Linked DNA regions of Mus musculus: all the other regions are linked to region 4. The links are chromatin contacts, called in public HiChIP or PLAC-seq and promoter capture Hi-C maps. All regions are on one chromosome and are shown on one strand. The core of a region is the stretch at or near the end of the contact, and the rest is flanking DNA. Distances in the headings are between cores, read along the strand shown.

What was found. Promoter capture Hi-C pulls out the DNA fragments that hold promoters and counts their contacts. HiChIP or PLAC-seq counts read pairs in DNA pulled down with a chosen protein or histone mark.
Region 1: an H3K4me3 HiChIP or PLAC-seq map of stem cell-derived neural progenitor cells shows a contact between it and region 4, with 5 times the contacts expected there. The contact joins the enhancer-like site here to the promoter of Igfbp2 in region 4. A contact is called at or near these places in 3 of 39 promoter capture datasets (embryonic stem cells, hippocampal neurons and liver) and 3 of 115 datasets of contacts at active chromatin or transcription factors (astrocytes, embryonic stem cells and stem cell-derived neural progenitor cells).
Region 2: a promoter capture Hi-C map of liver shows a contact between it and region 4, with 2.5 times the contacts expected there. The contact joins the enhancer-like site here to the promoter of Igfbp2 in region 4. A contact is called at or near these places in 6 of 39 promoter capture datasets (embryonic stem cells, hippocampal neurons, liver and 1 more), 3 of 115 datasets of contacts at active chromatin or transcription factors (embryonic hindbrain and embryonic stem cells) and 1 of 9 other capture datasets (liver).
Region 3: a promoter capture Hi-C map of embryonic stem cells shows a contact between it and region 4, with 3 times the contacts expected there. The contact joins the promoter of Ctdsp1 here to the promoter of Igfbp2 in region 4. A contact is called at or near these places in 1 of 39 promoter capture datasets (embryonic stem cells), 1 of 484 Hi-C or Micro-C datasets (embryonic stem cells) and 1 of 115 datasets of contacts at active chromatin or transcription factors (astrocytes).

What each region holds. Positions count from the first base shown.
Region 1 is chr1:73,941,585-73,947,933 of GRCm38.p6, reverse strand. It overlaps Tns1 (tensin 1), which reads left to right. Exons shown (of 33, transcript NM_001289895.2): 20 at 5,828-6,024. Among named protein-coding and RNA genes, the nearest start is that of 6030407O03Rik, 80 kb to the right of the region's middle. Within about 2 kb of position 3,318, at least 68 of the 459 cell types and tissues checked have an H3K27ac peak or open chromatin away from gene starts, as enhancers often do. A contact at or near this core is called in astrocytes and stem cell-derived neural progenitor cells, where this site is marked.
Region 2 is chr1:74,006,493-74,012,739 of GRCm38.p6, reverse strand. All of the region lies in intron 4 of Tns1 (tensin 1), which reads left to right. Among named protein-coding and RNA genes, the nearest start is that of Gm39664, 21 kb to the left of the region's middle. Within about 2 kb of position 4,084, at least 129 of the 459 cell types and tissues checked have an H3K27ac peak or open chromatin away from gene starts, as enhancers often do. A contact at or near this core is called in liver and trophoblast stem cells, where this site is marked.
Region 3 is chr1:74,389,771-74,396,424 of GRCm38.p6, reverse strand. It overlaps Ctdsp1 (CTD (carboxy-terminal domain, RNA polymerase II, polypeptide A) small phosphatase 1), which reads right to left and starts at 4,816. Exons shown (of 7, transcript NM_153088.2): 1 at 4,461-4,816; 2 at 2,999-3,147; 3 at 2,524-2,628; 4 at 2,350-2,406; 5 at 1,693-1,785; 6 at 1,403-1,588; 7 at 1-969. The coding sequence starts at 4,527. The coding sequence ends at 841. It overlaps Mir26b (microRNA 26b), which reads right to left and starts at 2,115; the gene lies at 2,031-2,115.
Region 4 is chr1:72,820,510-72,826,657 of GRCm38.p6, reverse strand. It overlaps Igfbp2 (insulin-like growth factor binding protein 2), which reads right to left and starts at 2,178. Exons shown (of 4, transcript NM_008342.3): 1 at 1,694-2,178. The coding sequence starts at 2,078. It overlaps Gm30847 (a long non-coding RNA gene), which reads right to left. Exons shown (of 3, transcript XR_001778983.2): 3 at 5,421-6,148.

The DNA of each region.
Region 1 (6,349 bases), core at 2,069-4,568, 1.1 Mb before region 4:
TTTACAAACCAGCTAGATGTGGAACATAAGAGGAAAAGAAAAGAACAAAGGCAGGTCTTCATCCTGAACAGCTAAACAATAGAGGTGTTCCTGGGTGACGCAGGAACATGGGAGGAGCTGGCTAAGAGGGAAATCAGTGTGAGGTGCCCATGAGGCATCTGAGAAGGTCAGATTCTAATAGCCGGTGACTCACGGAAGAGCTTAGCAAGGCTGGGAGGAAGCAACCAGACGTGGGCCAGACAGAATGTACATGGGAAGTACCAGCCACTGGCACAGACCGTGGGACACAACAGCAGCTTGTTAGTCAGGGAGGAGAGGACAGTGCGATGCAGTGGGGCCTTCTATAGCATCCTGTAGGCTTATCCCAAGGCCTCCACTAGTGGTACCCAGTGGCTTTGGGCAGGAGCTAAAAGAATGAGGGCACCAGGGGGAGAGGATTGCTCAGGCTAGTGTGATTGAGGTACAAAGGGCTGAGGGATGCAAGGGATGTGACCTTGGTTCCCAGATTGGGAGGCTGTCCTGGGCTTAGAAGGGTGGGTGCCCTTGAGAGAAGGTGGGGCTTTTGGATGCTGTAGGGTGACTGACATGGGGAATAATGGGACTCCAGGCCCCAGACTGTCTGCCACCTCCTCTCTCTACTGGGGTTAGAAGGGAAAGCTACCTGCTCTTCGGTGGAGCAGAGGTCCTGTACCACCCTGTCTTCTTGTCTCCCTCCTTTCCCACCTCCCTCCAATGTGTGGCCCAATCCCGAAGTCGGAACAATGACTAACCCTGATTTTTTTCTTTGTTTTTTTTTTTTTTTGTTTGTTGTTGTTGTTCTGTTTCCTGTTGTTTAATGCCTTGTTTCCTTGCCTTCTCAATGTGTCCCATGTCCACCTGTCCCCTGTGCCATTGGTGGGTGCTCTCTCTGCCTGGTGCCTCCCCTTCCTGCCGGCTCCCCTGGGGTGTGGGTGGACAGTGTACAATGCCAGACTACAGAGCCTGAGGCAGAGCCGCGGCTTCCAACCCTCTCCCCACTGGCGCCGATCTGCCTCCCTCTCTGGTGGGTTCCTCCGAGTCTCCTCCTCTGAAGCTCTGGGCCCTTGCTTTAGCTCCCAGCTTCTCTCCCATCCTCTTCCCCATGAGATTCCTTTCGAACCTCTCTCCTCTTTTCCTTCCTGCCCAGGCCCTCCCTCCCTCCCTTCTGCTTGGCTGAAGGTCTGATGCTTTTAGCTTGGCCTTGCCTGCTGAGCCCAGGCTTGGAAGCGGTTAAGGGACCTTTCAGGGTGCCCTGTGGAAGATGATGGCCTTTCCAGTGAGGTGTCCAGTGAGGGTCCCAGCTGCTTATCCTCAGCCACCCCAGATGGGATGGTTTGGCCTTCAGGGCCAAGACTCAGAAAGAGCCAGACAATGTTTCCCCTGGGACCACTACATGTAAGACAAGAAGAGGTGTCCCAGTATCTTTTTTGCTACCCACTACCTCTCTGATGCTAGGACCCACTTCCTGTACCTACCTGGCCTGTGCCCATCTGTGACTTTGGATGAGCCTCTCAACTATTTAGAGCCCACATCCCGAGTCTAGAAAGCCCTGCCTTGCGTATGTGGCACAGTGATTTGACACGCTATAGATATTCTGGTCCTACATCAAGTTCCCATTAAGTTGATTCTAGGACTGTGTCCACTAGTATCCCCAGCTTCTGGGACATACAGGCTACCTTTTCTGCTCGTTCCTACCTCTGAAGGCCAGTATCAGGGAGGAAGCCATGTACCCTAGTTTCCCCAGTGCCATGGCCTTAAGCAGTTCTTGGCAAAAGGGGATCTCCACTCCTGATAGCAATGTAATGCCTGCTGCCCCATGGACCCTTCAGCACCAGTTGACAGATATTGGGAAGATGGCTCTGGCATCCTGTTCCTCCCTCTCCTTTCTTCTCCCTCTGCCTTTTTCTTGGCCCAGCAATGAGGGATGTAGCATAAGCTGGGCCCAGGCTCTATTCGGGTTCTGGAGCAGTGAACCTGTCCTGAGGGGAGCTGGCATGGCTTGCCCTAGAGCTGCTAGTGTGCTCTTGTGTGGCTTTCTAGTGCCCTGGCCCAGCAGGTGGATTCCATCCTGGATCCTTACTTCTGGAGCCCTGGGCATGGAGCCGGATACCCAGTCCAACCACCGGAGCTGTGGAACCCAGTCTTTTTGGAGATTGGAAGGCTGGAAAGAAGAATTGGGTCTGTGGGGGGTGGGGGGGTAACAAGTATGTGGGTCTATGGGAGATGCCTTTGTTGATGACCGTGGTGACTCTGTGTGACTCTGGAGTGTATATCCGTGTGACTCAGAAAGAGTGGCAGTGCTTTGTCAAAGTGTTGGAGAGGGTGCGTGTATTTGTATGTGTATAGCTCTATATCTGTCTCTAAATAGAGATGTAATCATATGCATGTTATCTGGTTTAAGACATTTGGGCGGAGAACTGTCCTTCTAGTTGTAGGGCTGTCTCAGGGGCACTGAGGGCAGGGCTGACAATACACTGCTCCTAGATGTGTGGCAGCTCTCAGGTGTTGGGTGCAGATCCAGTGCCAGCCCCGCGTAAAATAGCCCTTAGAGGACGACACAGGACTGATTGTGGGGCATTTTGAGCTGAAAGGCCACCTCCTTACCATCAGAGTATCCCACTTCTCAGTGTTCAGCAGCCGGGTGGGAAGAACCTTCCAGAGTCCCTTGTTGGTTTTGCTTTCCTCCTTAGCTTCCTATGTTCCTAACTAAGGTCTGCTGTAGGGAAAGCTAGGGACCAACCAGGTCACTTGTTCTGTGGCCCTTCTTGTGGGGCTAAGATATACACTCTCTGTCTCTGTGTCTGTCTGTCTGTCTGTCTGTCTCTGTTTATCTGTCTCTTTGTCTTTCTGTCTCTGTCTCTCTCTGTCTCTCTGTCTGTGTGTGTGTGTGTGTGTGTGTGTGTGTGTGTGTGTGTGCTCCTGTCTGTATCCATGTGGTAAACAAAGGCTTAGAGAGAAAGAATAGCCAGGAGACAGAGAAAGCCCTCAGTGAAGGCCTGCTTATGGAGCAGGGCCCTTTTGATATTCAGTCAGTTTTGGGGGTGTGAGGTGGCTGTTTTCTCTATGCCTCTATGCCTTTCTCTCTATCTCTCTGCTTCTTCCTTGCCTCTCTCTGTGTTTCTCTATTTTTGTCTCTCTCTGTGTCTCTCTCCGGCTCTCTCTTTCTCTGACCCTGGTTGTCAGCTGGTATCCAGAGTCACCAATTGGCTGAGGAACAATGAGGTTCTCTTGTCTCCCCTCTACTGTGTCAGGCTTCCTCTCATAGAAAGAGACTAAAGAGAGGGACCATAGCTCTGCAAGCACTCTGGGTTAACGATGGGCTTGCCAAGGGGGACAACAGTGAGCCACTGTGTTCCAAGACTGTGCGTGCCCTGCCTGGCTGCTGGTGACATGGACCACTCTCTGGGAATGATCAGCCTTATGGCAGTGGAATGTGTGTGTGTGTGTGTGTGTGTGTGTGTGTGTGTGGTATCTTTCCTTTTCTTCAAGGGGAAACTTTGTCCTGCACTCCCCTCACTTTTTGGAGATCACTTGGTCCATCCCTCTGCCTCAGGTCAGAGCATGCTCCCATGTGCCATCCTGGCAATGACAGGGAAGGGATCTGGAAAAATTCAATTATACTTGCTACCTGACTACCCTTTCTGGTAACTCATCACACCACAGGCTGCGTCTTACTCTAGTGTTGCCTTCTATGGACCTGAGCTTTGAGGCAGTGCCAGGAAAGGAAGGGTGAGAAGGTTCTGTCCCCCCACTCCAACAGAAACAGATCTCCTTTCAAAAGTCAGCACAGGACCCCTGAACAGGGAAAAAGCAGAGAGGTTGCCAGAGACTGTGGTGGTGGCGGTCTGGTGAGGGGTGGCCCTGGAACCGAAGGCCGTTCTTACATGTCTCCCTCTGCCTTGGGTCTGAACTCTGTTCCATCCCCCCAGAACTTTTGTCCAGTTGCTCTTTGTCACAACATTATTAGAGAAGCAATGGCTGTGTCTGCTTCTCTCTAATGTTTCTGCCAGGAATAAACTGAGAAGGAGGGCCAGGGCTGGTCCACACTTCCCAGAGGCCCGCGCTGGGCAGGTCCTGGTTGGAGGAAAGAGGAGCGGGATTGAAGCCAGAGGCTGCTCGAGTTCTGGGAGCTTAGTGTTGCTGGCAGAGCCTGCTGTGGCTCCAGCTGTCCAGAACCACCCCCTCTCTGTAGATGTCCCCGGCAGCCCCTTCTCTGGACTGACACACCTTCTATTTTTCTTTTCTGGAAATCAGGGTATTCTGAAGGTAGGGGCTTATTTGCTTATTTGAGCAGAGAAAGTTTGGGACAGACAGGATGAAGTCCGTCTTGGTTTCTACTGTGCAGGTAGGAGAGCTGCCTCTGATTAACAGCACAAATTGGAGACTCTAGTGTGCCTTCTGCCTTCTGTACATCACGTGTACCACTGGCAGCTGGTCTTGCTATTCTCTGACAGGCCCCAGAGCCTCCATCCCAGAGTCCATGCATGGGCATCACAGTAACTGTGTGTGAGTGAAGTGCTTCTGCCCCAGCACTTTGCTGTTTACATCAAGCAGGAAGGCTACCTGGGTGGTGCGGGCCATTGCAACTGTGTGGCTGTGGCAAGGGAGGGGTTGGGGACCACGCGGGCTGTGCAGATCCCTTTGCAGAGGATGAGAGGGGATTAGGTTCCCTAAGGGTGAGTCCCACTGGATTGTTCTGGCTATATTCCTGAAGGCCAACATTTTGTGTGTGTGTGTGTGTGTGTATTTATACATGTATGTGTACAAGCATACACTCCTGCCTGTGGCTAAGGAGAGGGTCCCAGAGGTGTGTTCATGTCCCGAGCTCACGTGACCTTAGTCCCTTCATTAGTCCTGGTGTTGATGATGGCAGAGATGAGACTTTAAGATAATCAGGCCTAGGATTCCCACCCTCAGGGTTGGGCCTTGGCTGCTGAGACCTGGGAAGTCAGTATTCTAGGATTCTGGAAGCCAGCACAGTGAAATAATGGATTCCATACCTTGGGCCAGCTGTGGGGAGAGAAGATGGAGAGGAGGCAGGGTGAAGCTAACATGGGCAGCGTTTGTGGTGAACTGAACAGGACGTGGGGACAGGGAAGACGGAGCCCCTTGCTCTTCTTTGCCTGCCCTCTGCCAGGATAGGATGTGGTAGGGGTCTTGGCCTCCATCGTGGCCACAGCCACCGTCGGATGATGATATGAAGAGGACTGCTGAAGGGCAGCTGTAGGGGGAGTTAGTTTAGAGGTTTCAGGGGTGTGCTGGTTGAAAGCCAGGGGACCCCTGAGATCAGAACCACCACAGAAGCCTGCTGTGGTTGGAGACTCCAGAGCGTGACTTGGTCATTCCTTTGTTTTCCACTGGGAGCACCATGTGCAAGATGATGCAGTTTAGTCCTTTCCAAAAGCCCTTCCCAAAGGCTCCATGTTGCTTGTTGGTTGATGCAGTTGCCTTGGAGACCTTCCCTTCCCTCCTCTGGAAGTTCTGGCCTTCTGCCTCTGGGGGTTGGAAGGAGCTGACATCTGTTTCTTGTATCAGTCCTTTGTGCTCTCCGTCCAAATCCTATGCAGAGTAGAGACTCCTCTTAAAGGCAGAGGCCAAGCTAAGCAAATCCCCCTGCCACCCACTGGGGGGAATTTAGGGTTTGAGCTAAGTTGGGAACAGGAAGGCATGGTGAGGGGGACTGAGGGGATGTGGCCCACTCCAGTTCAGCCCCCAGCTGAGGTGCTGCCTTTGTGTTTGGGGGTGTTAGGTGGGATTATGTCATTCTTTATTCTACTCATTGCTTTCCATACCCTGCCCTTCCTCCCAGGGGTTCAGGCTCGGGAGAGGCAGCCTGCAGAGCCCCCAGGCCCACTCCGGAGGCGGGCAGCCAGTGATGGACAGTATGAAAACCAGTCTCCGGAGGCCACATCCCCCCGTAGTCCTGGGGTCCGCTCCCCCGTCCAGTGCGTCTCCCCTGAGCTGGCTCTTACCATTGCCCTCAATCCTGGAGGGCGCCCCAAAGAGGTGAGTCCTTGAGTTGATGAGTCCTGGACTCACAGCAGGGAGCAGAGTCCATTGGGCATCTCCAGGAGCCTGAGAGTCAAGTGCTGTTACCTCTTGAGTGACTTGCCCCTCCCTGCATCCTCCCTCATCCATGGTCTCTCTTCAATAGCATTTGTACCCCTCCTTTTTTGCTTTAACACTGAGACTGAAGGTCCCTTCTTGATCCAAAGAAAGAAAGTTCTTTAGGGAGGTGACAAGCATCGTGGGGGTGGCATCCGGTACTCCCAAGACTTACAGTCCAAAGTGGGTCAGGTAGACTGGCAAACATCTTTTTGAGCCTTTCAGA
Region 2 (6,247 bases), core at 2,835-5,334, 1.2 Mb before region 4:
TGAGCAGCAGCTTCTGCCGTCAGACAGACTACTGTGGTGTCCTGGTGTCAGATTTAAGTCACTGTTATGTGACTGAATAATATCCCCATGGTCCAAGAATTTCAAAGCTAGCCCATCAGGCAGGGCTAAGGGAAGCCGTGCACTCTTCCCCGCATTAGAGGAGACAGTTCTCCACGTATGCACAGGATTTTATTCTAGCTGTCATTTGGGCACCCACTGGAATTCTTGGGACTGCCTCTGAGCGGGAGGGGCCGCTGCAACGACAGCAGTGAAAAGCACTTTATGCACTTTTGGATGTGGATTCGGGAAGGAGATAGGAGGTCACAAGATGGATCCGAGTGAAAGTGAGCTTTCCATTCACCAGCCTGCACCAGAGCTGTCCTTATAGCACCAACAACCACACATATCACCACGACTTGCACAGCACTTATGGTTCTCAACACCTTTTCCCTGGCTGAGGGCAGGTGGGCTTGGGACCTACATGGGCACCTGAGCAGCCTGTGTTCATCCTGGAGAGGCAGGCGGGGCCATTTATAGTGGTTAGATCAGGGCACAGGAAGGCTGACTGCCTTTTTTTTCGCAGGTACAAGCTGGTAGTGGCCCACTAGAGGGGCACCCTGGTCTGTGTCCTTGAGATTACCTGGGAACTCAATTTGGGCTTCTCATGGTCCCTAAGGTCTCTGCTGTCCAGTGGGCTGGAGTGCTGAGAGAAGATCTATCGTCTATTCAACCATTCCTTAATTTGCACCAACACGTGGCTGTGCACACAGGGTCTGTGAAAGCCACTGTGTTCACGAGCAGAGTTCTTTTCTAAGTTGGTTTACTTTGTTGGGGAACCCAGAGTCTTGTGCATGCTAAGCACAACCATGCCACACTTCCAGACCAGGAGGGCTGGTTTTTGGTTTTGATTTTGTTTCTTTTCTTTTCTTTTTCTTTTTTCTTTCTCTCTCTCTCTCTTTTTTTTAATTTTTTTTTGTGACAGGCTTTCTCTTTGTAGTCCTGACTGTCCTAGAACACACTCTGTAGACCAGGTTGGCCTCAAACTCAGAGATCTGCCTGCCCCTGCCTCCTGAGTATTGGGATTAAAGGCGTGTGCAGCACTGCCTGACCAGTAGTATTCTTTTATGCTGGAGTTGCTAGGTCTTAAACAGTAACAGATCTTAAGAATTTTTTTAAAGACGATTTTTATTTGTGTGTATATTTGTATGTATGTCTCTGTGTGCATGCACATGTGTGTGCAGGTCCCCGAAGAGGCTGGAGGAGGCATTGGATCCCTTGTAGCTGGGTTACAGGGGACTGTGAGCTAGCTGCCTGATGTGGGTGTTAGGATCTGAATTCTAGTCCTCTGGAAGGGCAGTGTCTTAGTTACTTTTCCACTGCCCTGACAAAACACCATGACCAAAGCCACTTATAAAAGAAAGCATTTAGGCCTGGATAGATGGCTCAGAGGTTAAGAGCATTAACTGCTCTTCCAGAGGTCCTGAGTTCAATTCCCAACAACCACATGGTGGCTCATGACCATCTGTAATGAGATCAAATGCCCTCTTCTGGTGTGTCTGAAGACAGCTACAGTGTACTCTGAGAAATAAAATAAATAAAAAGAAAGAAAGGAAGGAAGAATAAAAGAAAGGAAGCAAGCAAGCATTTAGTTGGGGCTTATGGCTCCAGAGGGCTAGAGTCCAGCGGGAAGCATGGCAGCAGGCAGGACAGTACAGCACTGAAGTAGTAGCTGAAAGTTTATATCTGATCCAGAAGCCCAGGGTGGGATCAGAGGGAAATAGAGATAGAGAGATTTAGAGACTAACTGGGAATGACTTGGCTTTTCAAACCTCAAAGCCCACCCGCAGTGACACACTTTCTCCAAAGAGGCCACACCTCCTAATCCTTCCCAAACAGTTCCACCAACGGTGGAGCAAGCATTCAAATATGACTGCCAATGGGAGCCATTCTCATTCAAACCACCAAGCAGTGAGTGCTCTTAACTACTGAGCCATCTCTCCAGCGTAAACCCTAAGGTTTTTAAAGTGCTATTCAAAGGGTTGCTTCCACACCACCCCTTGTAGGGTACGCAGCAGCAGACACCAGCTGCCTCTTGTTACAAGAGATTGGCATGAAACTGGGTGTGGTGGCACATGTCTGTAATTTCAGTACTCGGGAGGTGGGAGCAAGAAAATCAGAAGTTCAAGGCCATCCTCAGCTACCTATGTATTGAATTTAAAGCTACCCTGGTCTATGATGAGATCCTGTTTTTTTCTTAAAAAAACAAAACAAAACAAAACAAAACAAAACAAAACAAAACAAAACACCAAACTGCCAGAAAAGAAGATGGAGAGAGTGACAGTGGTGTGGGAAAACCAGAGACTAGCTTGCATATTTCATCTTCTCCATCAAGAGTTGTGACGGGGGGTGGGGGGGGGATGAGGGACAGGGGGGGAAGGCTTTGTGGTCTGATGAATTTAATCCCAAGGTGCTGAAAGGGGCATGGGTGGCCATCTTTAGAAAATTCTGGAAAATGGAGCCATGCCAGAAGGCAAGCTTGACCTGAGGCTGACTTCCAAAGGGAGGGAGTCTGTGGGCCTGAGCTTCCCAAAGACCCCAGCAGCTGGAGATGGGAGGGGTCATACAGCCCAATTCAAGCACAACCGGAGGTTGTACAGTCCAGAAGGGCTAGGAGCATGAAGCCGCTCTTGAGGTGTTTGGATTTGTTTTCTATTGAACAATAGAACAAAGCAACATTTAGGAGGTGGAGATGGTCATGGGGCTAGTTGGTTTGTGAGGCAGGAAGAGGTTTCAAACATCAGACATGGCCCACCTGGGCTGTCTTGGGATGGGGAACTGATAACTGATGTCTGCTGCTGGAACCCCTCACTAGTCACTAACACCCATTAGGTGTGGGGTGCCAGCGAATGTTCCTTGGGTTTCCTCAGGCCCGCTCACATCCTGTCTTTTCTCAGGGCAGGCAAGTGTCATGGTCCCCAGAGGTCAGAGGTCAAAGCTTCTTTTTGACCACCAGTGGGAGAGGATCCTGCCTGCTTTAGCAGCCTGGTGTTTGGGGCAGAGCTGTGCCCAGGAGGTATAAGTCTGGCCTGGGATGGCTGACCAGGGCACACAGGGTTGCCAGATCAGAAGGCAAGGCAGAGGGAAACCATACCATAGAATGCATCTGTGCCCAACTCTAGACTCTCACCAGGGGGGGCCCTGGGTTTCAGGAGAATAAATGAACTCACTTGTGCTACGCCTTGGAAAGTCTGTTCTCTGTGGCCAGGCTGATTTAGAGGAAGGAGTAGGGGGAGCTCTAGAAGATGGTAGATCACACACCTTGGTACAAATTGCAGAAGCAAGCAAGCAAATATGGTATAAAAGTCAGACAGCCTGCTCTCGCTGGGGGAGAGTAGACCCTGTGATCTTGTGTATAACCTTGGTCTGGACACCTACTTGGTGGCCCTGACTGGCAAGATGGGGATGGGAATGTACTCTGCTGGAGAGGAAAGGGCCAGCTATTGACTCTGGCACTAGAGAGGGAGGGGCCGGGCTTAGAGGAGTTCACAGTCTGGGTGGAGAACAGGACCTTGAGAGCTAAGTACTAAGGGCCATTATGGGTCCTTGAGCAGGCAATTGACCCATGGCAGGGTTTTAGAGTGGGAATCTGCTGCCAGCTGGGGGTGGCTTGACAGGAAGGGGAAGGCAGGTGGAAGGGACTAGGGTAGACATCCAGTAGGGTCTTAGGGTTTCTGGGCCAGATTAGTTCAAGGATGCGGAGGAGGCAAAGCCTTATGGTAGACCTGGTCCTCTGTGGGAGGAGAGCTGTGATCAGAGGGAATACTCAGTATTCTAGCCTGGTCCTGATATGGGGCTGGAGAGGAGGTCCTGGGTGTCCCAGCCTCAGCCCGTGGTGTAGTGCTGGGCCCCTTAGGGTTGGCTTGGAGGAGGGGCTGAGACAGGAAGGGACTTGCTTGGCGCTCCTCTCGGGGGTGTGTGGAAGTCAGCATAGCTTTCCACTTAATCACCAGAGCCTGTTCTTTTCCCCTTGATGGCTGAGTGTGTCTATGAGAGGCAGTGACCTTGGCAGCAATCTACCCTGAACATTTAGGTCAGCGTCCCTGCCACCTGGGCCTCCTGCCTGCCCAGGATCCTGCTTCAGTCCCAGCTGTTCCCGTGCCCATTTTGTTGCCTCTTGTTGCTTTGGGGTGGAGCATAGCAGGGACACAGCTTTGGAGGGCTGACCTGGGCTCACATAGAAGCAAGCACCCTCCGGGAAATTGCCAGAAGAGGAGCCAAATGTTCCTTCTCCAGCCCCTGAGACCTTGACGTAGAATGAAGGCTCAGGAAGCCTGGGCAGGCAGCTGACCCAAAGCAAGCTTTTAAGGTGAGAGTCTCTGGCTTCCTCTGTCACTGCTGCTGCCTATAGGTTGCTGTTGTCATTATCTCTATTGAGAGGATGCCCTCATGGGGATGTTATGAGGCCATGCCTCCAGTATGCAGCCTATTGTCATATTCTGCTAAATGTCCCCAAATGCTATGCCTTGTCCCCCTGCCTCTCAGCACCCAACCCCATATCTACTTATGGTTCTATTTTGGGGAAAAAGTGAGCCCAGAATAGCCTTCCCTGTGTCTTGGGTCTGAGCAATTCCAGTTCCTTCTGGTTGGCCCCTCTGCCTCCCAGGCCCTTCCCCCTCCAAGATAGGTAGTGCTGGGTGACCTCACAGATCATCAATGTGGTGGTAGATGTGATGCCACGGGGTCTTTTTGGCTCCAAACTGCCCAGATTACAGACTTCCCTTGGGACAAGAGCAGAGAGATCTGGCAAGCTAGAGCTGAGGGTTTGAAGTGTTCTGGACAGAATGTTCCTCTGGAGGCTGAGTCTGCACTCTGCACCCTCCCTCTTGCCCCCGAGCCCTGGGCTCAGGCTGGGGCATCCCCAAGCCCCGGCATTTCCTTCCTCTGAACAGCAGCCCACAGATACATTTTTCTCCTCCCCCCAGCCTAGCCTCCCAGCAGGCCACCAATGAATTTCTACTACATGGTCCCCAGGCAGGTGGGCCAGCCTCCCAATCTTCCAGGACATGCTCTTCTTGGCTCAGTCAGCAGCGAGAGGTAGCACGTGCACAGAGAGGGAAAGGCATGCGTGTCTGTTTTGGGGGAAACATTGAAGAAAGGATATGCAGCTTCCTTACCCACCCTGTGGTTCACAGCAAATTCAGGAAGTTCTCTGCTGTCTGATAGTAGCCTCTCCCACTGCAGTCCATTCCCCAGTTTTCCCAGGGAAGTACAGGAAAGATGTCTGTTCCTACTGGTGACCTGGGTAAGGGTCTGCTGTCGCCAGCCTTTGGGGCTCCAAAAGTGTGTTGAATGGAGCTAAGAAGAAGGCTCAGTAGGAAACGTGCTTGCTGTGCAAGCACAGAGACCTGAGTTCAATCCCAGCACCGTGTAAAACCAGGCCCAGTGATGCTTACCCGAATTCCCAGCAGTGTGTGGTAACAGGAAGAGCCCTGGGTCTTGCTGGCCAGCCAGGGTAGCCAAATCAGTAAGCCTTATGTTCATTGAGACCCATTGCAAAATAAGGTGGAGGGTGACAGAGGAAGATACATGATGTTGATCTGTGGTCTCCACATCTGTGCATTCAGGTGCATGCACACACGCACATGCACACACGCACATGCACACATGCGCACACATGCGCACACATGCACAGAGAGAGCAGAGGGAGGGGAATGTTGGGGGGAATGAGCAAGAGGCTGAGAGAGGCTGTGAGCCTATAAGGGGCAGAGTTTAAATGCCCGTTCTCTACCTGTGACCACTGCAGTCTTTCACCATTCACTTGTCTCCCTGTGAGGTGAGTTAAGGTCATTTTCCAAGGAACCTTCAGGGCTGTAATGGAAGCAGCAGCACCTGGTCCCTAGTCTGCTGCAAGTCAAAGCTGTTGTTCTTGCTTTAGCCTTGGGAAAAGCTGCCTCAGGATCATGGCTGCTGTAGGGAGAGGCAGTGAGGCAGCTAGGGTGCAAAGATGTGAGCAGTGGTCTCAGGGACAGGGATACTGTGCAGAATGCAAGACAGGTGTGATGGGGATCCACCTTCAATGTCCAGACCTGGCCTGGCAGGGCTTAGGGACCCTGGGTGAGGCCAGCATTGTCCTTGTTTAGACTTTATATCAATCAGCCTCATAGCTGACTTTGAGATGCCAACTGACCCCAGGAGAGAGGCAGGGAAGTGACCGTGGGAATGGGCTCTGCAGGCCTGGGGCAGACCT
Region 3 (6,654 bases), core at 3,567-6,066, 1.6 Mb before region 4:
GAAAAATAGTAGTTTTAAAAATGTAAAAATCCTTTCCCTCCCTCCCCCAATTTCTGGGCCCAGGGAAGGGTTAAGGAAGAGTGTCTTGTTCTCACCCTTTCCTTTCTCCTTCCCTTCAAAATCTATATACACATATACATATTTATATGGCACCACGGGGGCATCCTGCCGAGCCCCAGGGCTTTGGGGAGACTTGGGGCTTAAGTGAGATATGGAGCAGCCTTCAGCCTTGGACAAGCTGGACAGGGAGCGTTCCTCCCGAGGAAGGTCCCCAGCTCTTTTACAAGTGTATTATAATAGACTTTCTTCCTCTCCTGCCCACGTACAAACTGGTGGGGCACCGTCATCCCAGGAGGGAGGAGGGAAAGGGGAGAAATTGGTTCCTCTCAGGTCAGCCTAGATCTGGGAAAAGCTGACCAGTAAAGAGGGTTCTATGAAAGGCACTTGGGTGTCCACTGTTCTCAGACGGGGGTGGGTGGGTGGGTGGGGAATCCAAGGCACGGGGCAGCAAAAACCCTGTCCCTACCCCCAGAGCAGAACTGGGGCGAAAAGGCCCAATTTGGCAACAGAGAAACATGGCAGCGTGGATAAGACAGAAGTGGGGAGCAGCAGGCAGGGCCCCCCAGGTCCCCTGAGAAGAGGGGAAGAAGTTTGAAGGCACTGACACAGGGGCCCAAGGGCTCACTGTCCTCCATGCAACATGGCAGGGGAGACACCTCTTCCCCAGGGCCGTGACCATGACACAGCCGGGGGTGTTAACAGCAAAGGCAGGCGCCCACAGTCTGCTGGGGAGAGGCTTGGGCCTTGATGAGAGGCAGGTCCTGGCCCCAGGACACCTCACTAGCTCCCGGGCCTAGGCTGTCTGAGCACTGAGTATACGTCGTCCACGCGGCTGAGTTGCTCAAAGAAGGGTAAGAGATCGTGTAGCTCAGTGTCACTCATGTTGTCAAACCACGAGGCCACTGGTACCTGGAGAGACGACATGAGGAGCGCCGGTGTCCCGGGGTGTCCCCTGTCCAGCCCAATTCCTGCCCACAAGGCACATACTTGTTTGGTTTTTGTTTTGTTTCTGGCAGCTGACAGTGAAATTCATTTGTAGATACCAGTGTGCAAAATGTCCACAAATATACTTAAGCTTACTGTTTCGTTCAGCAGGATCCTAACTGGGACTCACTACCTTCATTCCATCCCATTACAGGCCGTGACTGGCAGCTTTGAAGACTGTCAGATGGGGACCCCAGCCAGAGGTGAGGACCCTCCATACATAGGCCGAGTGGGATATGTGAGCAGATACAGGTAATAGGACATTACCAGTCCCCACTACCGCCACACACAGGGCTGGGGAGGTCCCTCCACATATGCCCTGGTCCCGTGTCTCAGCCACTGGGTCCCGTGTACTCACGGCATTGTCTGGATGGAAGACATAGGAGGCGGGTGAGTTGTCTAGAATGAGCACTCGCCGCAGGTCTCGGCCCAGCCTGCTCAGGTCCTTTACGTAGTTCCCCCGGTGGAAGACACACGACTCTCGAAACAGCCTGGCACGGAAGGCTCCCCACTTGTCCAGCAGATCAGCTACAGGGTCTGCGTACTAGGGTAGGCGGTTAAGTCACCTCAGAATGAGTAATGTCCAGGGCTGCATGTTCAACGTGGGAGGGAGGATATGGGTGACCCAGACCCCAGGCAATGGCTCACCTTGGCAAGGCTGGCAGTGAACAGCACACATTCAAAGAGCTCGCCCATTCGCTGTAGGAACTCATCTACGTGGGGCCGCTTCAGCACATAGACCTGGGGAACGAGCCAGTGAGGGAGCTGCTGGCCAACAGGCTTAGGGGTGATCCACAAAAGGGGGACAGGAACAGTGGAGGAGGAAGGGCAGTCTAGAGAGGCTGCCCCAACCATACCCCATTCCTAAAGAGATAAGAATAGGATTCCCGTGGTCCCACCTCACCTAGTGGGAGCCACTCCCCTTCCCACACTGGTTTTATCCAAATGCAGGAGTCCAGGTTAGCCCTCTCACCCCAAGGCTGCAGGGCACCGGCCCCCGAGCCAAGTAATGGAGAACAGGCTGGTCAGCACCACAACCTATCCTGAATTACTTGAACTGGGTCCCGGGCAGTAGGGGTAAGAGGGGAAAGAGGGCTGCACAAGACAGGACCAGAAGGAGCCCAGTGTGCAGGTCTGGGAGTCTGGCTCCATCTCTGGAGTACCAGGTAGTCTTGGGTTCTCACTCTTTCTGAGCTTTGGACACGCCCCATCTATTAAAGTTCCATGGGGGACTCGCTCAAGAAGGGTGGGAGGAACCTGGGTGTAGTGCAGACACCAAGCTCCCCACCTCCCTCTGACCCTCACCTGGTGGACCACTCCATCTATCTCCACCGGGATGATGAAGTCCGCATTGTTCACTGGCTGTAAGGAAAGAATAATGGCTGGAGCTGGCGGGGAGGGAATCCCAAGGGTGGAAATCCAGCAGAGACCTCCCCCTGTCAAGAGACTAGAGGCTGAGAGGTGCCAGGCAGGGCCCACCTTGAAGGAGCTGTGCACCAGGGTCTCGTCCAGGTCGATGACGACGCAGATCTTGTCTGAGTCCTGGGCCTTGGCCTCGGGAAGCAGGTACTGGACTGGGGTGTGCTGTGGGGAGGGCTGGGCTGGAAGGGCACCTCTTACAGGGGCTTCCCTCCCCAAATTTCTCTATCTGAGGACCCGACCAGACCTTCTACCCCCTCCCCAGCTTGGAGTCTTGCAAACTGTGAGCCAGGGGTAAGATATATGGATCCTTTTTCCTCACCTCATAAAGTTCCCACCAGCAAGGAAGGCATAACTGTGGGTTGGGAGGCTGCAGTGGGGCTGGAAAGGGGGGGGGGGACCTAGCAGGCAAGCGCCCTCCCTCTGCACATTTTAGGATCTGCACGTGTATCAGTGAAGTTCGGGCCTATACCCCTATCTGTATCTGCCAAGTCTACTTCCGGCTAGGTCTCGGTGCATCCAAATTGCCACAAACCTTAGGGATGGCGCCATTTTCCTCCACCAGCAGGGGAGCCCCACTGTGGGCAGGTAGGGGCTCCCCATCATCCCGGCAGACACAGCAGAAGAGGGAGTGGAGGATGCCCCGACTCCGGGGCTTCTGGGAAACTGCTGACTTCTGGTCACCTGAAGCAAGACGTGAATGTGGGCACACTGGCCTGCAGGGGCTGCATGCACTCCAGTCTCAAATCCCTGAGCACAGAGAATGTGAGCATTCTCCCTCCATCAGGAGACACATGGGGGTGGCTCTGGCTGGCTGTCCTCCAGAGAACCCCGCTTCCATGAGCCCCACCACGGGCCACTTCAGGGCCCCTGCAGCTCAGCGTCTTAAGGAAATCTGGTGTGGCTTTTTAGGAAGGCAGCCACTTTAAGAAGTAGATGGCTTAAGGAGGGGACCGATTTTTCTCACGGTTGGTTCTCAATCATCTGACCCCACAGGTGGACGTTACCTGAGCATCCCCTGCTCTGGACCTTCAGGGCTCAGGGCCCTGTCGTCCACTCCCACTCTCCCTCCATTCTGTCTACCCAGTGAGTCCAAAGTCCCCATTGAGCCTGGGCCCAGAGGCCAGTGTCCCAGGGCTGTCAGCCCCACCGGCCCCACCTCCTTCACCCCGCCCCGTCTCTTTGCAGCGGCCTGTCTAAATTGACAGACCTACCCCCACCAAGCCTCTTCTCTAATCCTTTCTGCCTCCAGGCCACCCCCCCCCCAACCCCCAAAGAGCGAGGAACTGGACAGTGGACAAACCCGGAGTGACTTCCCAATCTTGAAATTCACACAGGGGAGGGAGGGGTGAGCCCCACTCTTGCGAGCCTTAGGGGCTCCGCATAGGCGGGCAGCACCCCTTACAGGGTGGGTGCAAGCGTGCACAGGCCCGAGGCCAACCGGCCTAGCCTGTTGCAGCCTGGGTGTCGCGTGCCCAGCTGGATACAAGGCCCCCAAGTCTGTCTTGCAAGGCTAGGGGCTCTCTGCCTTCGAAGGTGTCGTCTGCACCTCCACGCGTGACGCCCGAGTTTGTGGGAACCTGGCTGTGAGTTAGTTGGCGGGAGATCCCTGCAAGCCTCCCCAGCCCGCTGTCACCTCGGCACCCCTTCCAGACCTCAGCCTGGAGGGGGCGGAGCCTCAGCGGGTGGCCGGGTGGCCGCCTCACCCCCACCTTCTCGTCCCATTGGCGCCAAACTGGGGGAGGGGGTGACGCCCGGGAGCCCGCCAGCCCCTCGCTCGCCTTCTGCCTCAGTTTCCCCACTACGAGAAGCCTCGAGCGCACTGGTGGCGCCAGGCCCCGCCCAGCGCCTCAGACTCTCGCGGAGTTCAAACTCTCTCGGCCGCACTGGCCGGGGCTCGGGCCGGGCCAGGCCGAGGCGCGCGCCCGGGACAGCGGCAGCGACCGCAGCGCGGGGACGGCCCCTAGTCCGGTTCTGCCCTCCCGCCGCCCGCCTACCTTTGCCCCGCAGCGGGCCCCGCGCCTCCTCCTTGCTGATCTGAGTAATGACGGCCGAGCTGTCCATGGGGCCCGGCGCGCTCCGCTCCGGCCGGACTCTGGCCCCGGCGCCCGGCCTCCCCCCCGGCTCGGGCCGGAATCGGGGCGCGGGGGGGAGGGGAGGGTGGGAGGGAGGGATCCCCGCGAGCTTCGGAGGGGAGGGGAGCCAGGTTCTCGGGGGGAGGGGGAGGGAGGGGGCGCGGAGGAAACTTTGTTACAACATGGAGTTTCCTCCCCGCGAGGCGGATGCAAACATGGAACCCGGGCGCCGTTTCAAGGCTTCCCCTTAAAAGGGCAACGGCTTCGGCGCGCCTGGGACTCCGCCGCAGCTTTCATCACTTCTGGGGCCCGGCGGGCTGGGAGGCGGGCCGGGTTGCTGCGGAGATCCAGGGGGCGTCGCCTCTCTTCCTGCGGTGTGCTGGCCGGACCGAGCGTTCTGCGGCTGCGTGGCAGAGCGGACAGCCGTAACCCGCCGCTGCGGGCCACCGAGCCCCGGGACTTGAGGCCCGCCCCAGGCGCCCAGTCGGGGAGTGCCCGAGGACGTCGGGGCTCCACCTCCACGCATTCCAAAGTGCTGACACGATCTGCCTCCGTTTGTTCCTCTGGAAAATGGGATGACGCTAACTTTCTGTAAAATGGGTTTTAGTTTTTTTTTTAATTGAAATATTTTATGTGTATGGCCTGTAAAAATATATATGTTTATGTATGTACTCCACATATTTGTAGTGCACTCTGAGGCCGGACGAGGGCGTCAGATCCCCCTGGAACTGGAGTTAATAGCCGGTGTGGGCCTTAGGAGCGGAAATAGAGTCCTTTTAAGAGTGACATGTGCCCCTGAGCCATTTTTCCAGCCCCTAAAAAATTTAAAGTTATATTTATGTGTGGAGGAGGATACACGTTCTACGAGTGGAGATCAGAAGTTCTCTTCTTCCTCTCTTTGGGAGAGGCATCAAACTCAGGTAGTCAGGCTGGCCAGTAGACACCTTTACCCCCAAGCCTTCTCACCGCCTCTACAATGGGTCTTTTGTCTAACGTTGTGAATATCCCGTTCCCCCCCCCCAAAGGCATTCTTTGCTAGCCCCAGTTATGCAAACTCATCAAATTGTGGAATTGTAGATAGATTGATTTTATTTTTGTGTATGTGTATGAATGCCGGAGCCTTCAATGGCCAGAAGAGGGCGCCATCGCCTGGAGCAGAAGTTGGAGGCAGTGGTTAGCCTTGAGTGCTGGCACCTGAACTCATTCAGGTGGCCTGCATGAGCAGGGACTTCTCTTAACGGCTGATGAACCTCTCCAGTCCTAAATTATGTTCGTGATCCAACTGTAACTATCAGCATTCCCTGCAGTCTCGAGAACATCCCAGGATTGAAAAGTCCACTTCGGCGCCTACCTTTACCGACTGTCCTGTAGCAAATCTCGCCCTCTTCCCCTGCCAAACCCTGGCAGAAGCCGAGCCTCTGCTGCTCAGGGCGCCTTGTATCTTGTACGTGCTGTTCCCTCGGCTTGAAACGTGCCCCTTCGTCCTTGGCAGAGCCAAATCCCATCGAACTAGAAGAAATACCACCTTGTTTAGAGGCCCTCCACCCCCACCCCACCGCCCCTATCTGTGATTATTAGAGGGGCCCCGTCTAGGGCTGGCTGTGCTCCCGAGTGCTCAGGGGACGCCCGCGGAGGGAGGGCCCAGCGCCCGCCCTTGGGCGCCTGAGACCGCAACCGTTCAGATTTTAAACACACGTGTCACCGGATCTGTAGTGACACACCCCAGCCAGAGCCTGAATCTGCGTTTGCATACAGAGCCTTCTCGCAGGAAGCCCCTCAGTTGCGCCGCTCTAGGGCTGCGGTTCGTTTATTTTTATTTTTTATTTTTCCTGTCTTACAAAGTTCCTTTCATTCGCCTTAATTTTAAAAACACGAATGCCCAGCCTTCACACGCACGCCTCACTTCCTCCCCTGGGCCCTGTGGCCGGGTGTGGTGGGGTGGGCGTCCTGTGGCTTCCCAGCAGATAGCGGGCTGGGAGCTTGGCCCCTGCTCTGCGTGCGCACGAGCAGCGAGTGTGGGGCGCTGATCCCTGACCCTTCTGCCCTTAGGGAGCCATAACGCTGCCATCCTTACACCCCAAGGTCTTTGCCTCCCATGTGTTGGTGCCCAGGGGCG
Region 4 (6,148 bases), core at 929-3,428:
GACCTTCAGAGAAGGCTGAGGCGGCCACTCGAATGAGCCAGCAGAACGGAGTCCCATAACCAGGCAGAAAATCCAGAGTGACATTCTTCCCATGAACTCACCCCATTGTCCCCTGGCTTCCCTGACAACCCCCCTCACCCCACCCCCATCCCCGCAGCCAGTAAGGAAAAGTGACCCAGGGAACCTGCCACATCTGTTGCCTGCAGAAGACTCCAACCTATTTAAGAGTTTTGAGAAGCAGAAAGACTGAATTTCACAGGCTTAGAATGAAAGCAACGAAGGGTGGGGAGGAAAAAATAAATAAAACTCTGAGAGGAAAATAAAACTCTGAGAGGAAAGTACACCAGATTTAGTAAAACAGTCAATATCCGGAGGATTCTGCAAGGCCTGCTGAAGAAAATTCCTCTGGGGCTCCAGAGGTAATAAGGGAGGAAGGGGCCTGAGAAGCGGAATTCTTTTCCTTTATTATTACCTAGAAACAGGAGCAAGGATCAAACCCAAGGCTGAGAGAGAAGAAACCCTGGGACTCCCCTCTGAGGAAGCTCCACCTTGCTCTGTAGTCAAGGTCAAAAATGCCTCAAGAACTACAAGACTTCAAACTTGACCTCTGACTCCATTGGGAAAGGGACAGTGGCTGAGCCAGGGAAAGAGAGGGGCGCACAAAGAAATCGAAAAACAGGGAAGATATTTGTTCTCTCTCTCTCTCCTATCTCTCTCTCTCTCTCTCTCTCTCTCTCTCTCTCTCTCTCTCCTATCTCTCCAGGCTACCCCCAGTCTAAGAAACATAGTAAAAGCCTCCTTTTAAACATTAGCTAAAATTCAGCGCTGTCCCCAAGACAATTGCAGCTTTCTCCAAACCGTGAAGAAAAAAAAGTGAACTCCTCGCAGTCAGCTTGTGTCCCTTAACTTTTTTTTTCTTTTGAGAAAGAAGGGCTCCTTAACAAAGAACCCCACCTTCCCCATCCCGTGAGACAGAAAAAGTTCCCTAGATTTAGGAGGAGGTACGGTGTGACACACACCCGCGTTAAGAGCTGTAGCTCCCCTGGCTTTCAAGCGGCTCCAGCATTCTGACCGGAGGCCCAGACGCACAGCCAGGGTGCCGGAACGCAGCTGGCCAACCGGCTTAAGTTACACAGATGGAGCCCGCTCCATTCTCCACGTGCATCCTTACCCTTCTCCTCACCTCCCAACGCCAGAAGGAAGGAGCTTCTCCATTCGATCTTTTCTCACCCGAGGTCTGCAGTGTCACCTGTGCGCGGCAGCCAGCAGCACGCCCACCGCTAAACATTCGACCGGTGGTCACTGACTCAAGTTTTGTTTCAAATGAGTTTCAAGTTCCTACAGGCTCTTCAACCCCCACCTCCACCCCCTCAGCCCCTAGATCAGACCACCTTCCTCCCCGCTAAGTCCCGTTAAGGAAGACCCTGGTGGCAAGGTATCTTTCCTCTCCTCCTTTACCCCATCAAATCCCGCTTGCTCCACCCGCAGCCTCCCTCCCGGGTTTGTCTTTCGGGTTCCCGCTCTCAAGAGTCTCCCTGGATCTGATTAAGGTCTAAGCTCTTTCTCCTCTACATCAGTCCCAGGGTCCCGTCGGACTCTCTTTTCCCACGTGAGAGTCACCAGCCAGGAGAACCCGCTGAGCTACGAGAGAGTTTCTCCCAAGCCCAAAACTAGTGCTCACAGTCCGCATTACCTGCAACCTGCTGTGGGGTGGTGCCCACGCGTCTCTTTTCACAGGTACCCGCGCCTGTGACAAGCGCCTTCAGGGGCAGCTCGGAGCCCGGGTTGGGATAGCAGCGTAGCGTCTGGGCGCAGCGCGGGATGTAGACGCCGCATGCTTCGCCCTCCTGCCGTGCGCACACGGAGCAGCAGCCGCAGCCGGGCTCTCGCACCAGCTCGGCGCAGGGCGCGTCGGGTGGGGGCCCGCAAGCGGCCAGACGCTCGGGCGTGCAGGGTGGGCAGCGGAACAGCACCTCGGCGCGCACCCCGGGGCCGCAGCCGCCCGCGCCCAAGAGCAGCAGCAAGAGCAACGACGGCAGGAGCAGCGGCAGCGCGGGGCCGCCCAATCTCGGCAGCATGTTGGCTTGTGGGCAACGGTAGTGCAGCGAGCTAGCGGGCAGGTGGCACGGCCCAGACGAATGCGGGAGACGCCTCCTTGCCTTCTTTCTCCTCCCCCGCCTCTGCCGGGTCCTAAAAAGCCTGCTTCTCCCCGCCCCCCTGCCTTCTCCCCTCCCCCTTATGGAGACCACTCCCTTCCCCCCCCCCCCGCACCGCCCCCCCCCGCACCGCCCCCCCCCGCACTCTTGCGTGAGGGCACGTGCTTGTGCACACGCCCACTCGCCCACCCTACGTTCCTAGGGGATTCAAGCGGACCCCTCTGTTCTTCCCTGGTTAGGACTTTGCTCCCTTCAGCCTGGGTTTGTCCGCTCCGGGAGAGTAAGAATAACTTGCAAGCGTGGGTAGAATCGGCGTGGAGTGGGAAAGAGCCTGTGCTTTTGTCTCCTGTCTTTTAGTTTAGTTCGATTTGGAAGGACTTAGTTTGCTCACTTCCCACGTGGCCGGCTGTGAACTGACTGCCGGGGAAACACAAAAGCAGTCTTGACCTTAAAGATTTCGGAGCTCACACCGACTCCCCACAGCCCTCGTGTTGCTAGGAACAATGACCTTGAGTGAGTCCCGCGGACGCTCAGTCCTTCTAGACCAGGCTCGTCCCAGACAGCACCTCCTAGCAACAACTTCAGTTTCCCAGCCCAGAGCTCACCGCTGCAAGTAATGAAACCTGGTGTGTTTCCTGGTGCCTCACAAACCTCTGCCCCACAAGCCCTCTAATCCCCTAGAGACCCGGGTCACCATCCACAAACGCTGCCTTATTCGCCCACCTTTACACACACTCTCCCCGCCTCCCCCCCCCCAGACGTCTGAAGACACACCCACTGAAGGGTCTTGAAAAGGTCAGATTAGACACCCACCCCCCTCCCCAGGTATTAGAGAAAGCCCTAGCGCTAGGCTGATTAGAGCTCGCTCAGGTTTTCAAATAGAAAAGAGTGGCTGCCTCCTTTGTTCCAATTGAATCACCCAGCCTAGCTGCCCCCAACCTCCATCACTCCAGCCTGGCAGGACCTTAGTTATTGACTCATTTGCCAGGGTTGTGACCTTAACAACGAGTGAGGCGTCTCCATTCCCCCACAAGATTCTCCAAGCCATCCTTTCTAATTTCTGGGCTCAGGGCCTATCTCAATTCAGCGGCTTTTTGTTCATATGTCTGTTTGAGTTTTATGCCTCCTAGAAGACAAAGTTCTAATCTTAAGAAACTAGGAGAGGAAGAGTTATGGAGGAGAGTTTGAACTTCTGTAGGAACCTCTGTGGAAGATGACTATCCGAATGAAAAAGAAGGGGGACGGGTGTGAGACTAAAGCTTGGTAATTGCGTAGAGGGAAATGGAGGGTTATCGATGGCGCATTCTCAACACCCGGACCAGCAGAAATGATGAAAAAAAATTGAAGAGTGATACTGAAACTAGAAAGTCACTTAGGCCAGAGATCAAAACCCCTGGGGAGATAGGGGAACTGGCAGGGAAATCAGCTAATTGTGCTGAGACTTGGCCTGATTTGGGCGTGTCAGGGACACAGCATCAGTGTTTGAGCAGAGGGATGGACCTCTGACAATAACGGGAGCTATACAGAATGGCGATCTAACAGAAGGAAACCAACAAAGGCTGGGGGAGGCTCCAGTTCACATCTCCACGTGTTCTGGTGTCTTGTACCTGCCCTGGAATATGTTCCTATTGGCCTCACCGACTGAGGACTCCTTTGTAGTAGAGATACCACCCTGCATCATGGTGTGCCATAAACATCCATTGTAAACTACAAGTGAGAGCCACATTGCTAGCTATATTTCCTACCACTGGCATTAAAACACAGTAAAGAGTCTGGTATGGCGGTGAGCCTTTAATCCCAGCACTTGGACAGCAGAGTCAGGCAAATCCCTGGGTTCCAAGCAGCCTGGTCTGTGAAGCAAGATCCAGGACAGCCAAGGTTACACGGAGAAACCTGGTCTCAAAAGAAAAAAAGAGAGAGAGAGAAGAAGTAAGTGGAATCTGTTTTGAATTCTGCTTATTCAATGTCATTGAATCAGTAATAAGTATGAAAATTATAAAGGCAAGAGTATCCATGCACATCCCGAGATGACCTTGGACTCACAATCCTCCTGCCTCGGTGTTTAGAGTGCTGAGATCACAGGCATGAACCACTGGGAATTTCTAGAATTTCTCTTTCTGGTGAGTCGAATCAGTGCTGATCCCTTTCCCCTTATCCCCAGTTAATAGCCAGCTTTACCCTGCACAACCCCAGATACCCACACCCCAAGAGGAACCTTATCTCAGTCCTTCCCTAACCAAACAACCTCCAAGTCCTACTCAAGAAAAGCCTGCGGACACAGGCGTCTGATGCCGGCACCTTCTGTAAAACACAAGGGAAATTAGTGAAGCAGAATTCACATAGGTTTTGGTTTTGGGGGTTTGGTTTGGTTTGGTTTGGTTTGGTTTGGTTTGGTTTGGTTTGGTTTGGTTTGGTTTGGTTTGGTTTTGTTTAAGGAGTCAGTAGCCACTGTGAAAGCAGGACATGGGGTATTCTGGTGCAACCTTGTGATTTCAGGACCCTTGGAAGCTGAAGCAGGAAGATCCCAAGTTCAAGGTCAGCCTGCATTACCTAACAAGATCCAGTCCAAAAGAAGAAAAGGAAAAGAAAGGAAAGGAAAGGAAAGGAAAGGAAAGGAAAGGAAAGGAAAGGAAAGGAAAGGAAAGGAAAGAGGCAGGCAGGCAGGCAGGCAGGTAGGCAAGCAGGAAGGAAGAAAGGAAGGAAGGAAGGAAGGAAGGAAGGAAGGAAGGAAGGGAGGGAGGGCAAAGGGGACTGAAAAGGGAAGGGGAGGGGAAGAAGGAGCCAGGGCTGAGGAAAATGATGTATTCTGCTCATCTTAAACTGCTATTTGGGAAAGTGAACTTCGGTGACCTGTGGTCACCTTGGTCGGCTGACCTGTGGAAGCTAAGGTAGGAAGGCAGCTCATGTGCTCTGTGTGCACTGAGTGCGCAGATTCTTGCAGCTGAAATCTGCGGTCGGAGTCACGGTCATGGGCTGGTCATAGCCACACTTGGGAACGCAGCCTCTGTTCTCTCATGACTCAGACATCCATGTGAGCACACACTCTTCTGCTTTCCCTGAAGACTGATTCAGCTCTCTGAACTAGAACTGTGGCACCACACCTTCAAATGTTTATTACTCCTGTATTTGAGTCGAGCTCTGTTCGAATCCACTGAAATCTAGAGAAGCAGAGAGACTCGAAACCAACTTACTAACTCTTCTCGGTCCAGATCACGTTGCCCAGGGCCTACACCAGTGCCTAGAACACACAGACTCGATAATCGTATTTATTGAGTGAGCCTAAAGTCTAGAGACTCCTGGACGCTTGCTTTCATCATTGTTCCTGAATAGTTCTTACTTTGAATTTCTTGCAAAGCCTCTATAGACGACAAGTTCTTCAGCTTGATAGCTTCTCTTTGTTGGGCAGTGTGGACTGGCTAAGAGATAGAAACAAGCTGAGACTGGCTTTCTCCCTGCTAATCCCTGCTTTCTTTCCATCAAACAATGTTGTACAAACTCCACCCTCTCATGGTTTACCGTGACTAAGTACCATCTATACTATTACTTACATAATTTTTAATGTAACTTAATTTGCTTTTTCTTAACTTGAGGCTATTTAAAATGGGGAAACTCTATATCATTACCATAAATGGAAACCCAATAAGGATAGCCATATACAGATGGTAACCATAAAAATAAACACAATAAAAACAATCCTGGCTGGATACTGTTACTTGCTGAAGCCTCCAATCCTGGAACATTGCTCCTTTGGGTAAGCCAGTATGTGATGTGCTAAGGGCCAGCCAGACCCACACTGAGATTTTATTTTCACCAAGTGATCAGGAAGGTAGGAAATAATATTTCTAGATATTTTATTGGAATATCATATGCAAGCCAAGAACACGTATCATAAACTTGATACATAGCTGTAAAGTGCTGGCTATCTAACAAGCACCATATCCAGGAAGGCAACATTAAGAATCATCCTTCATGCTTTCTGCAGTTTGTACCTC